Regions from separate parts of the Pan troglodytes genome. Here region 1 is linked to region 2. The links are chromatin contacts, called in public Hi-C maps. All regions are on one chromosome and are shown on one strand. The core of a region is the stretch at or near the end of the contact, and the rest is flanking DNA. Distances in the headings are between cores, read along the strand shown.

Region 1 (4,935 bases), core at 1,222-3,721, 320 kb before region 2:
TTTCAAAGTGTAGTTTCCACATCAGCTGGAGTAGCACCATGGGGAACTTGTTAGAAATGAACATTTTTTCTTTTTCAATTTTTTTGTAAAAACAAGGTCTCGCTTTGTTGTCCAGGCTGGTCTCAAACTCCTCCCATCTTGGCCCCTAAAGTATGGGATTACAGGCATGAGCCACCATGCCCAGCCAGAAATGAAAATTCTTGAACTCCACTCCAGACATACTAAATCAGATATTTTGAGTAAAACCTAGCAATATTTAACAGGCCCTCTAGGTGATTTTGATCTGAATTAAAGTTTGATAATCACGGTCCCAGAATTATTCTTTCATAAAAACCACCTAGAATGTATGTCAAATATACATAACCTAGACAATTCAACGGGGAAAGCATAGTTTTTTTTTCAACAAATGACGCTGGGATAACTGGATAGCAACATGTAAAAAATAAAGTTGGAGCCCTATTTCACATCATATACAAAAATTAACCGAAAATGGATCATAGACCTAAATTTAGGAGCTAACATTATGAAACTCTTAGAAAAAAACATAAGCACAAATCTTTATGATGTTAGAGTAGGCCCTTCTTTCTTAGCTAAGAAACGAAAAGCACAAGCAACAAAAGGAAAAACAGATTAGATGAAGAAGATACAGAAATGGGCCAGGTGCAGAGGCTCATGCCTATAATCCCAACACTGGGAAGCCAAGGTGGCAGGATCACTTCAGGCCAGAGTACAAGGCCAGAGCCTAGGCAACACGGACCCTATCGCTACAAAAAAAAAAAAAAAAAAAGTAAAATTTAGCTGGGCATGGTGGCATGCACCTGTAGTCCCAGCTACTTGGGAGGCTGAAGTGGGATCACTTGAGACCAGGTGGTCAAGGCTGCAGTGAGCCGTAATCGAGCCACTGCACTCTGGCCTGGGTGGCATAGGGAAGCCGTGTCTCAAAAACACACACATACAAATGGCTGATAAGCACATGAAAAGATGTCAACATCATGAGCCATCAGGGAAACGGAAATCCAAACCACAATAATACACCACTTCATACCCATTAGGATGGGTAGAATCAAAAAGAGAAATAACTGTTGACAGGCATGTGGATTACATCACCCAGAGGGGAAGAAAAAGAGAACAGAGGTAGGAGAAGGTACAAGACCACGACTTGAGAGACTCCAAATTTAACTGCCAGATAAAGGAAAATCAGCTTATAATGGATTCCAAGAAGCAGCCACCAGACAAGGAAAAAAATCCATGGGCCATGGAAGGCAAATGAAAAGGGCATCTCAAAAAAGTGGACATGGTCAATGCTGGTGAATGAAAATGAAAGGTTAAGTAAAATAAATGAAAATATCTCTTCGATTTAATGCTATGTAAAGCACAATGTTTCCATAACACGATAGTGGCAAATAGCTAAAACATTAGGCTACCTCTCTGCATTTTCTAACATGCAAAAATACGCACAGCACTCAAACATAAAAGGTTTAAAATAAATCAGTACCTTAATTATCTGCAATTAGTCTAAAGTCCTCTTGAAAGATGAGTCTGGAAAATAAAAATTGATTAGGAAAAGCAAGCACCCAAAAAGTTCACAAAACCACTGTAAGGATTCTTTACTTAAAAGGAATCAGACTCCATAAAAGACTGCTTTATACAGCAGGATTAATGATGCTCCATACTACTTGTAACTTCTTACTGATTACAACAGGTTTGCTGACATCTGCCGTGACTGTGATCCAGTGTCTGGCTTTAGTAATAAATGTTGTATTCAGCACCGCAACACGTCTGCATAGTGCGAGTAACCAACCACTACAAAACAGGATTAAGTCAATAAGGTAGGTAGACATCCAGATCACGTTCCATCCGAAAGATAACTGTCGTCCCGAGATTCAGAAAAAGGTTTTATGAGCAAATAAGAACGAAAAGTGAAAAAGCAAGACACCTGCTTTTCTCAATAACTTCTGCTTAAATTCTTAACATACTGATCTGGGAAAGCTATGTAACTGCGAAAGCCTTGTCACATCTACAAATTCACTAAGGTATAAAGTGGGAGAACAAATGAAGTTAAACCTGACAATAAGGAACGAGGTGCCTAAAATACTCCTAACTGGAGAGCGGCACCTGAGGCCAACGACCCTATCCTCGCTCCTGGAAGCCCCATCTGCCTCCCAATTCCCCCATCCCAGCTGGCAAATCCCCTTTTAACTGCGAAACAAATTTGCAAACAGCCCAAGAAAAACTGAAACTGGAGAAACAAGGCTTGGCCATAAAAGGAGCTGTGGCCACACTCTGCCCCACATGGACCCATCGGCCACCCTTACCCAGAAGTCTGGAAGTAAAAACCAGTCCAAAGTGAGAAAATCAACCCGCCACTCTCCGGAAGCTGCACAGACTTTAGATGGAGAGCGCCATGACACATACGTCCCGCCACGTTTATTTACGCATGCTCAGCGACGGTGGCCCGAAGAGATCAAATTACATCATTGCTGAAAGCGCTAGTTCTGGTTTAACTTAGTTTAGGAATGACTACGCTTCAAGTTCCTTTGATTCCAAGAACTAAAATAACAACCCTGAGTCCTCGGGTTCCTAGAAATGCTTAATAGCCAACTTCTCCTAAGCTTTTATGTGTTAGACACTGTGCTAAGTACTTTGCATAAATATTATTTCACTATTTATTTATTATTATTATTATTCCTAGTTTACAAAAGAGGACACTGGAAGTTTAAGGACTTAATCTAAGTTACTCTACTAGTCGTGCTGCGCTCTGGGCTGGATCCGATACTGTCTGACTCCCAAAGAACTTGCTCTTTTCACTGTTTTACTAGCCTCCTCAATCATTTGTGAAAAGAGGTCTCTTCTTTAATATTTAAAAAACAGGAAGGAAAGGATAAAGGTCAGTTGGTAGGTTTCACTTAATATACATCATTGAGCACCACACAAGTGTTTTTGTTTTTTGTTTTGGAAAACTTAGATGGCAGTTTAGCAGACACCTATGGAAAGAAAATACTTTTATGGAGTACGGATTCTCACCCGCTTTCTCTACATATGTTATCTCACTTTACTATTCGTTACCCAAGACACTGTATTTGACCATGTGTTTACCAGAAGAATATCTTTACTTGAAAAAGTAAAGGTAATAGGAGGCAATAGGCCATGAAGAAGGGTCAGAAATCGTGAGTTTTATGCCTGACTTAGGGTTTCATAGTGATTTGGGGCAATTACTTTGTTTTGCAAATGCCTTTCCTAGTACAATTTCATCTAATTAAAATGCCATCCATCTACTCAAGAGGCTGATGTGGGAGGATCACTTGAGCTCAGAAGTTTGAAAACAGCCTGGGCAACACAGTGAGACCCAGTCTCTAAAATAGATTAAAAAAAAAAAAAAAAACACCCTTTTCTCTGTTTATCCATATCCATAAAATAATCTAAACTGTGCCCTGGGGTCCACTGTTGTCTTTACCCACCTAAATTAAAATTGTGTATTTATGTTGCCCTACTTTTTTTTTTTTTTTTTTTTTTTTAGATAGGGTCTTCTTCTGTCACCCAGGCTGGATTACAGTGTTACCATCACAGCTCACTGCAACCTCTCCCTCCTAGCCTCAAGAGATTCTCATGCCTTAGCCTCCCAAGTAGCTGGGACTACAGGTGCACACCACCATACCCATCTAATTCCATTTCTTTCACTAGACCAAAAGTAGGCCCTGGGTTATCTTCTTGGTTGTAATCGCACTACCTAGCACATAACCTTGTGCCTATGTTTATAGCTTCTCAATAAACATATGTTGAATGAATGAATGAATGAATGACTCCACCCCTTTTCCCCCAAGATCTAGTTGAGTTCAGTAAAGGAAATTTTACTGAGTATGTACCCCATGACCACAAGCACTGTGATAGATGCTAGAGCTAAAAAGAAAGAAAAAAAGTACTGCCTATTGCAATTGCAGGCTCTTTTGAGAAAATTCATTTCAGTAGAGAATAGCAATCACTATGAAAGATGAATGCACAGGAACACAAAGGTGAAGTAAGGGAAATAGATGAAGGCATTCCAAGCTGAAGAGTCAGCCAGAGCAAAAGCAAGGAGGCCTGAAATGATGAATTATTCCACAGTGTAAAAGCAGAGAGAGTGAAGCTGGTGATGGGAGAAGTCTGCCAGAGAAAGGGAGGCACAGGGACTAGATCAAGGTGAACCTTGTGTATTCAAAGGCATTAGACTTAATCCTGGATGTATGTAGTAGGCAACATGAATGTGTTCGAGCAGATTATTCTCTCAGGACAATGGGTTTGAGGACGATATTTCAGACATGAAGAAATAGTAAAAGCCTAAATTGAGTTGTTGGCTGGGAGGAATGGGAAGGAAGGACAGATTTAAACAAATTGAGGAGGTAACAGCAGCAAGACTTGGTGATTGATAGGTACGAAAAAAGAGGAAGAAAGGATGTTTTCAAGTTTTGGCTACAATAACTAACAGGTGAAACCTCTCTCTTTAAGCACCTTTAGTCTAAATCCTTTGAAGTCAGTAACCCTACCTCTAGGAATTTATCTTACAGAAATATACATAATGACCTATGTTCCAGAGTATTTTTTGAAGCATTGCTTACAATGACCTATGTTCCAGAGTATTTTTTTAAGCATTGCTTATAATAGCAAAAGACTGGAAACCCTCTCCGGCTCCTCCTCAATAGAGTATTGGTTAAATATATTTATAGTATCTGTACAACTTTTGAAAAACAACCAGTAAGGCCGGGTGCAGTGGATCACGCCTGTAATCCTAGCACTTTGGGAAGCCGAGGTGGGTGGATCGCCTGAGGCCAAGAGTTCAAGACCAGACTGACCAACATGGTGAAACCCTGTCTCTACCAAAAATACAAAATTAGCTGGGTGTGGTGGCGCATGCCTGTAATCCCAGCTACTCAGGAGGCTGAGGCAGGAGAATCTCTTGAA
Region 2 (4,890 bases), core at 2,354-4,853:
TTTTTTTTTTTTTTTCTTTTTTTGAGACAGAGTTTCACTTTTGTCCAGGCTGGAGTGCAATGGCACGATCTCGGCTCACCACAACCTCCGCCTCCCGGGTTCAAGTGATTCTCTGGCCTCAGCCTCCCTAGTAGCTGGGATTACAGGCATGTGCCACCATGCCTGGCTAATTTTTGTATTTTTAGTAGAGATAGGGTTTCTCCATGTTGGCCAGGCTGGTCTCGAACTCCTGACCTCAAGCGATCCGCCCACCTCAGCCTCCCAAAGTGCCAGGATTACAGGCGTGAGCTACCACGCCCGGCCGCAAGGACAAACTCTTGATGTGTCAGTGGACTTCAAGACATTGCTGTATTGCAGGTTGGGTTCTTGTTCACAATAATGCCTGAGTCATCAGTAATGATTAAGCTAAGATCACTAACTCTGTTTTAGTATTCAGGGTCATGTGCAATGCATTTTAGAAAGATCTCCCTCCCCTAAAACTAAGGCAAAAATGAAACATTAGTGCAGAAAGGGTAAGCTTCAGTTCTTTTATGTTTTTTGAACAAAATCTCTCCTCCAGTTCTTAGACCTGCTGCAAGGGATCATTATTCTTATTCCTACTTTACAGAGGAGGAAGCTGGGCCTTCATGAAGTTCATTGATTTGCTCAAAATCCCCAAACAAGTAAAAGGCAGTACTGGTTTTTCATACCCAGTTGTTTTGCTCTAAAGGCTGAGTTCTTGGCCTCCTGGCCTCAAGACATCTTCCTACTTTGGCCTCCCAAAGTGTCAGAATTGCAGGCATGAGCCACTGCGCCTGTTAATTCCTGGTCTAATACAGTATTCTTAAGAAAAAAATGCTATAACATAGCAGTCATAGCTAAATCTGGCAGATGTTCAGTTATATTAGTTTCTTCATTTTCTGAACATGTACAATGTTTAACTGTGATCCCAAGCTTGGAAAATACGTCGGGTAGGCAGGTTGCAATATATGATCCAAGCAAACACACATCAGTTGAGCTAAAACATGAAGGAATGGATCATTGATTGAAAAACATAAATTACCTGAAGTTTTGTGGATGATGCTTAAAGAAACTGCTCAAAAAACAGTGGTGATACCTATCATGGGTCAATTTTGACCATTCTTCAGATCAGCTCTCAAATGTTAAGCCTGGAATTTAATGTCCTATGCAGGCAACAATTTCTGCTATTTTCCTGAAGGAAAATAGTATTATACTCCTAGTATAATAAAAAGTATAATAAAAAGATTTCTGTATAGTTAAAAAGAACAGTAGAATACCCAAGTTTGAACCCTACACTTGCTGTTTACTAAATGGATAAGCTAGCTGCAATTTATTAGAAACAGTATTCATTTGAATAAAAATTGAGATGACATAATAATACAAATGATAATAACACCTGCCCTTCCAACTTCATAGAGTTGTTGGGAGGATCAAAGGGGATAAGTGAGTGTGCTCTGTGAATATATAGTATCATTACATTAATATGTAGTATTATTAAAATGGTAATTCTTTTTTTACATGGGTTATATCATTTCAGATGGCTTAAATTTAGTTTTATTGGTGATTGTTTTTGGTTGAATATAGACTGAAGGTATCATTAGAGTTTTATCTCCTTGAAGGATTATACCTTTGTAAACCTTGAGGATGTATTTAATTCAGTTTTGTTCTTTGATTATCAGTTATGTTGTTTGATTTGATTTGGTATGTGAAGTAGGAAGTATGGAAAGTGCCTCTGAATATCCATGATACAATGGCATGGAGTTTATTTACTTAAAATCAAAATACTTCACTTCTTTAGGAACTCCTTAGGCACTCTGCCAAAGCCTAGTGACTCTACAGCAGTTTGTAGAGTTTTTATTAGTCCATGGTAACATGCAGCCCTTCCCAATGTGCTAGAATCTTTTTCAGGTCTTTTTGTGCCTGGCTTTAATTTTTTGACCTGTCTTCAGGATGTGCAGTGGATCTCCTGGATAATGTCACATTCTGACCATGGTTCCATAAGGAAGATTTATAAAACTGACCTTGATATCAAGCCTCACTCTACTGCAAATAGAAAACAGGAGAGACAGCGTGTCTGTGGCATCACCCCTACCACCTCATTTTCAATGGTAAATGTAATGTCTCGTCTACAAAAATGACAAGGTTGTATCAGGTGTGTGGGCTGGCCTCTTGATAAAGAGAAAAATACTATGTTTTAGAGGAGGCAATGCATAATGAATAAAGAGCCCAGGCTCTGGAATCAGACAGACACGTTTTACTTAACCTCCCTAAATACAACCAAGTCACTTAAGCTCCCTTAATAGATTCGAAACCTGGGGTTAAGAAAAAAACCTGTGTAAGGCTAATATATGTATATATTTTACATATACATATATACATATGTATATATCAAACCTGTGTAATATATATATAAAAACTGTGTAATATATGTATATATAAACCTGTGTAAGGCTAATATATGTACATATAAAACTTTACATATATAAATATATTTATATATGATTATATAAATTAATATATTTATAATAAATATATATACACACGCACACACACACATATATATATATGGCCTATGTGAGGACTATTCTTTGAAGTCTAAAAGGCATAGCTTTGTGAAAATTATAAAGGGTTTGAGGCACTTGCTCCAGAAATACTTCCCAAACTGACCTACTTCTGTTTTCCAGCAACTCAAATCTGAGTGTTGATTTTTTTTTCCTTTTAAACAAAGCTCCGTCTGCTCTCATATACCTCACTTCAGCTGTCATCTAGCTCCAGATAAGATGAATGTTGCTCCAATGCTGGTCATTTTCCAGGACTCTATGATATTAAACGAACCTATCTAGCCTAGTGATCCTCAAGTATACGCCTGTGTGCGTGTGTGCATGTGTCTGTCTGTCTGTCTGTAGTGTGGGTTTGCTTGTGAGTGGTAGAGATTATCATCTGGTGGTGACATCTCCATTCGGTTAGCTTGTGGGAGTGGTGGTACAGACTTTTTTTTTTCCTCCTCCACAGGGGACATAGGTTGAGAAACTCTGGCCTGGCAATTTAATGCTCAGTGCAGTTTGATGGTGATAAAACTCCTGAAGAAGGCAAGAGTGAGGCCTGAGTCTTGGAGAGTAAGGTGTTGCCAGTGCCTGACAGGCCTTCGGTTTAATTTGAAGCTGGAGGCCACATTGATAAAGTCTGCCCCGAAAGTCATTGCCCGTCTGATCGAATGCCGGTTTACCCAGCGGAGGCTGGGGGCCACGTGAGCTCACTTTCTTTGGTTTTCTACCCAGCAGCCCAGAATATTACCTTCCAGAAACCCTTTTTCATCAGCTAGCGATTCCTGAAAAGGATCTTCAAGATTTTTATGTTTCTCAGAACCTAGCAATAACTTGGAAAAGTTTTCCAAGTAACATTGATGTGTGGGTGTCTGGGGGCAGACAAGTTAAGGAGCAAGGCACCCTTTTTGAGGACCCGTGGCATGCAAATGACTTATCAGAATGCACATAGTATGACAGTAAACACCGTTTCTTACAGAGGTGAAATAATTCTCACTCCACAGAGACGGAAGTGACCCGAAGCTAGCAGTCCCCTGTATTTGCTTGTGTGACACAGAACATGTCAGATCAGGGTGTAGGAAACTATGCCTAGCGCAGAGGAGGGTAAAGGAAGTAGGGAGTCTGGTGGCTGCGGCGCTCGCTAGCAGCGCAGGGTCTCTCCAGCTTCCAGCCACCGGCAGAGGAACCCTCTACGGCTTGAAAGGGAAACGCAGCCACTCAGCCACTTCGACTGCGGCGGCGAAACCAAAACAGGGTGGGGCGGGGTGGGTGGTGCTCTCTAGTGGAAGGCGCCCGCTGGGTGAGGTCGTTTTGTCTGGCGGGGGGCTAGGACGGTCAGCCCGGGAGGAGGAAAGGCGCGTCCCGCCTCCAGCTGCAGGGCCAGGCGGCGGCGCCCGCTGGCGTCGCTTTCCCTCTCCCGGTCGGCCTCGGTGCAGGCCAGGCTGGGCGGGCCGGGCGGCGCTTGGGGGCCGGGCTCGGAGTCCCCACTTTTCCTCCCTCCTTCCCTCCTCTCGGGGCCGTCCCGAGCGGCCGGGCCAATGGGCGCGGAGAGGAAGGGAGCGGGAAGCGGGGCGCCTTGGGCCCGGCCCTCCTACGGCGCCCGTGGCTGCAGCGCCAGCGCCAACGCCAAGTTTGCGCCTCGAGAGTTTGCGCCGGTTCGCATTCCCCGGCCTCCCGTTCGCTCCCCCGCGAACCAGGCGGCCGTGCGCCTCTCGGGGCAACCACCCAAGAGCACCCGGGCGGGAGGACGCCGAGCGGGGGGTGTTGCGGGCTGGGACCGGGGCAGCCACCTCCCGAAGATGCAGGATGGCAGCAGAGCCGCAGCCGTCCAGCCTTTCCTACCGCACCACGGGCTCCACCTGCCTGCACCCGCTCAGCGAGCTCCTGGGCATCCCGCTGGACCAGGTAACTGCGGGTCGGGAGCGCAGCGACCCCAGCTCCCCAGCGATCGCTTGCATGGGGCGGGCGAAAGTGTTAGCCACCGTCCCTCCGCCTCCATGGCGTATTTTACAGCCACACACTAGACAGTTGGTTTTTTTTTGTGTGTGTGTGTGTGTGTGTTTTCCCTTCTTGAGTTGGTGTTAGTGTTTTTCTCCTTGTGAGTGTGAAAAAATATTGGTACAGCCTGCGCGGCAAGTTCTACTGAACTTTTTTTTCTTTAAGTTTGGGATTGCCTCGTTTCCTGTAATCAAGTTCTGAAGTAGTCTGATACATGAAACCAGTGTTTCTTTCATCAGTGTCCTCAAGTCGTTATTGTTTTTAATTTAGATGACCCTACTTAAAAAATAAGCGCGATGAATCTGTAGACTGTAGTCTATAGATTTTGAATGCGAGACCTGGGTTTTAG

Evidence for each region. A called contact is a pair of places that touch in the nucleus more often than the background predicts.
Region 1: a Hi-C map of stem cell-derived neural progenitor cells shows a contact between it and region 2, with 2.5 times the contacts expected there. The contact joins the promoter of CDKAL1 here to the promoter of MBOAT1 in region 2. A contact is called at or near these places in 1 of 7 Hi-C or Micro-C datasets (stem cell-derived neural progenitor cells) and 1 of 1 datasets of contacts at active chromatin or transcription factors (stem cell-derived excitatory neurons).

The regions. Positions count from the first base shown.
Region 1 is chr5:26,477,891-26,482,825 of NHGRI_mPanTro3-v2.0_pri, reverse strand. CDKAL1 (CDK5 regulatory subunit associated protein 1 like 1) reads right to left here and starts at 2,471. Exons shown (of 16, transcript XM_016954980.3): 1 at 2,316-2,471; 2 at 1,496-1,539.
Region 2 is chr5:26,158,589-26,163,478 of NHGRI_mPanTro3-v2.0_pri, reverse strand. MBOAT1 (membrane bound O-acyltransferase domain containing 1) reads left to right here and starts at 3,603. Exons shown (of 13, transcript XM_009450581.4): 1 at 3,603-4,448. The coding sequence starts at 4,350.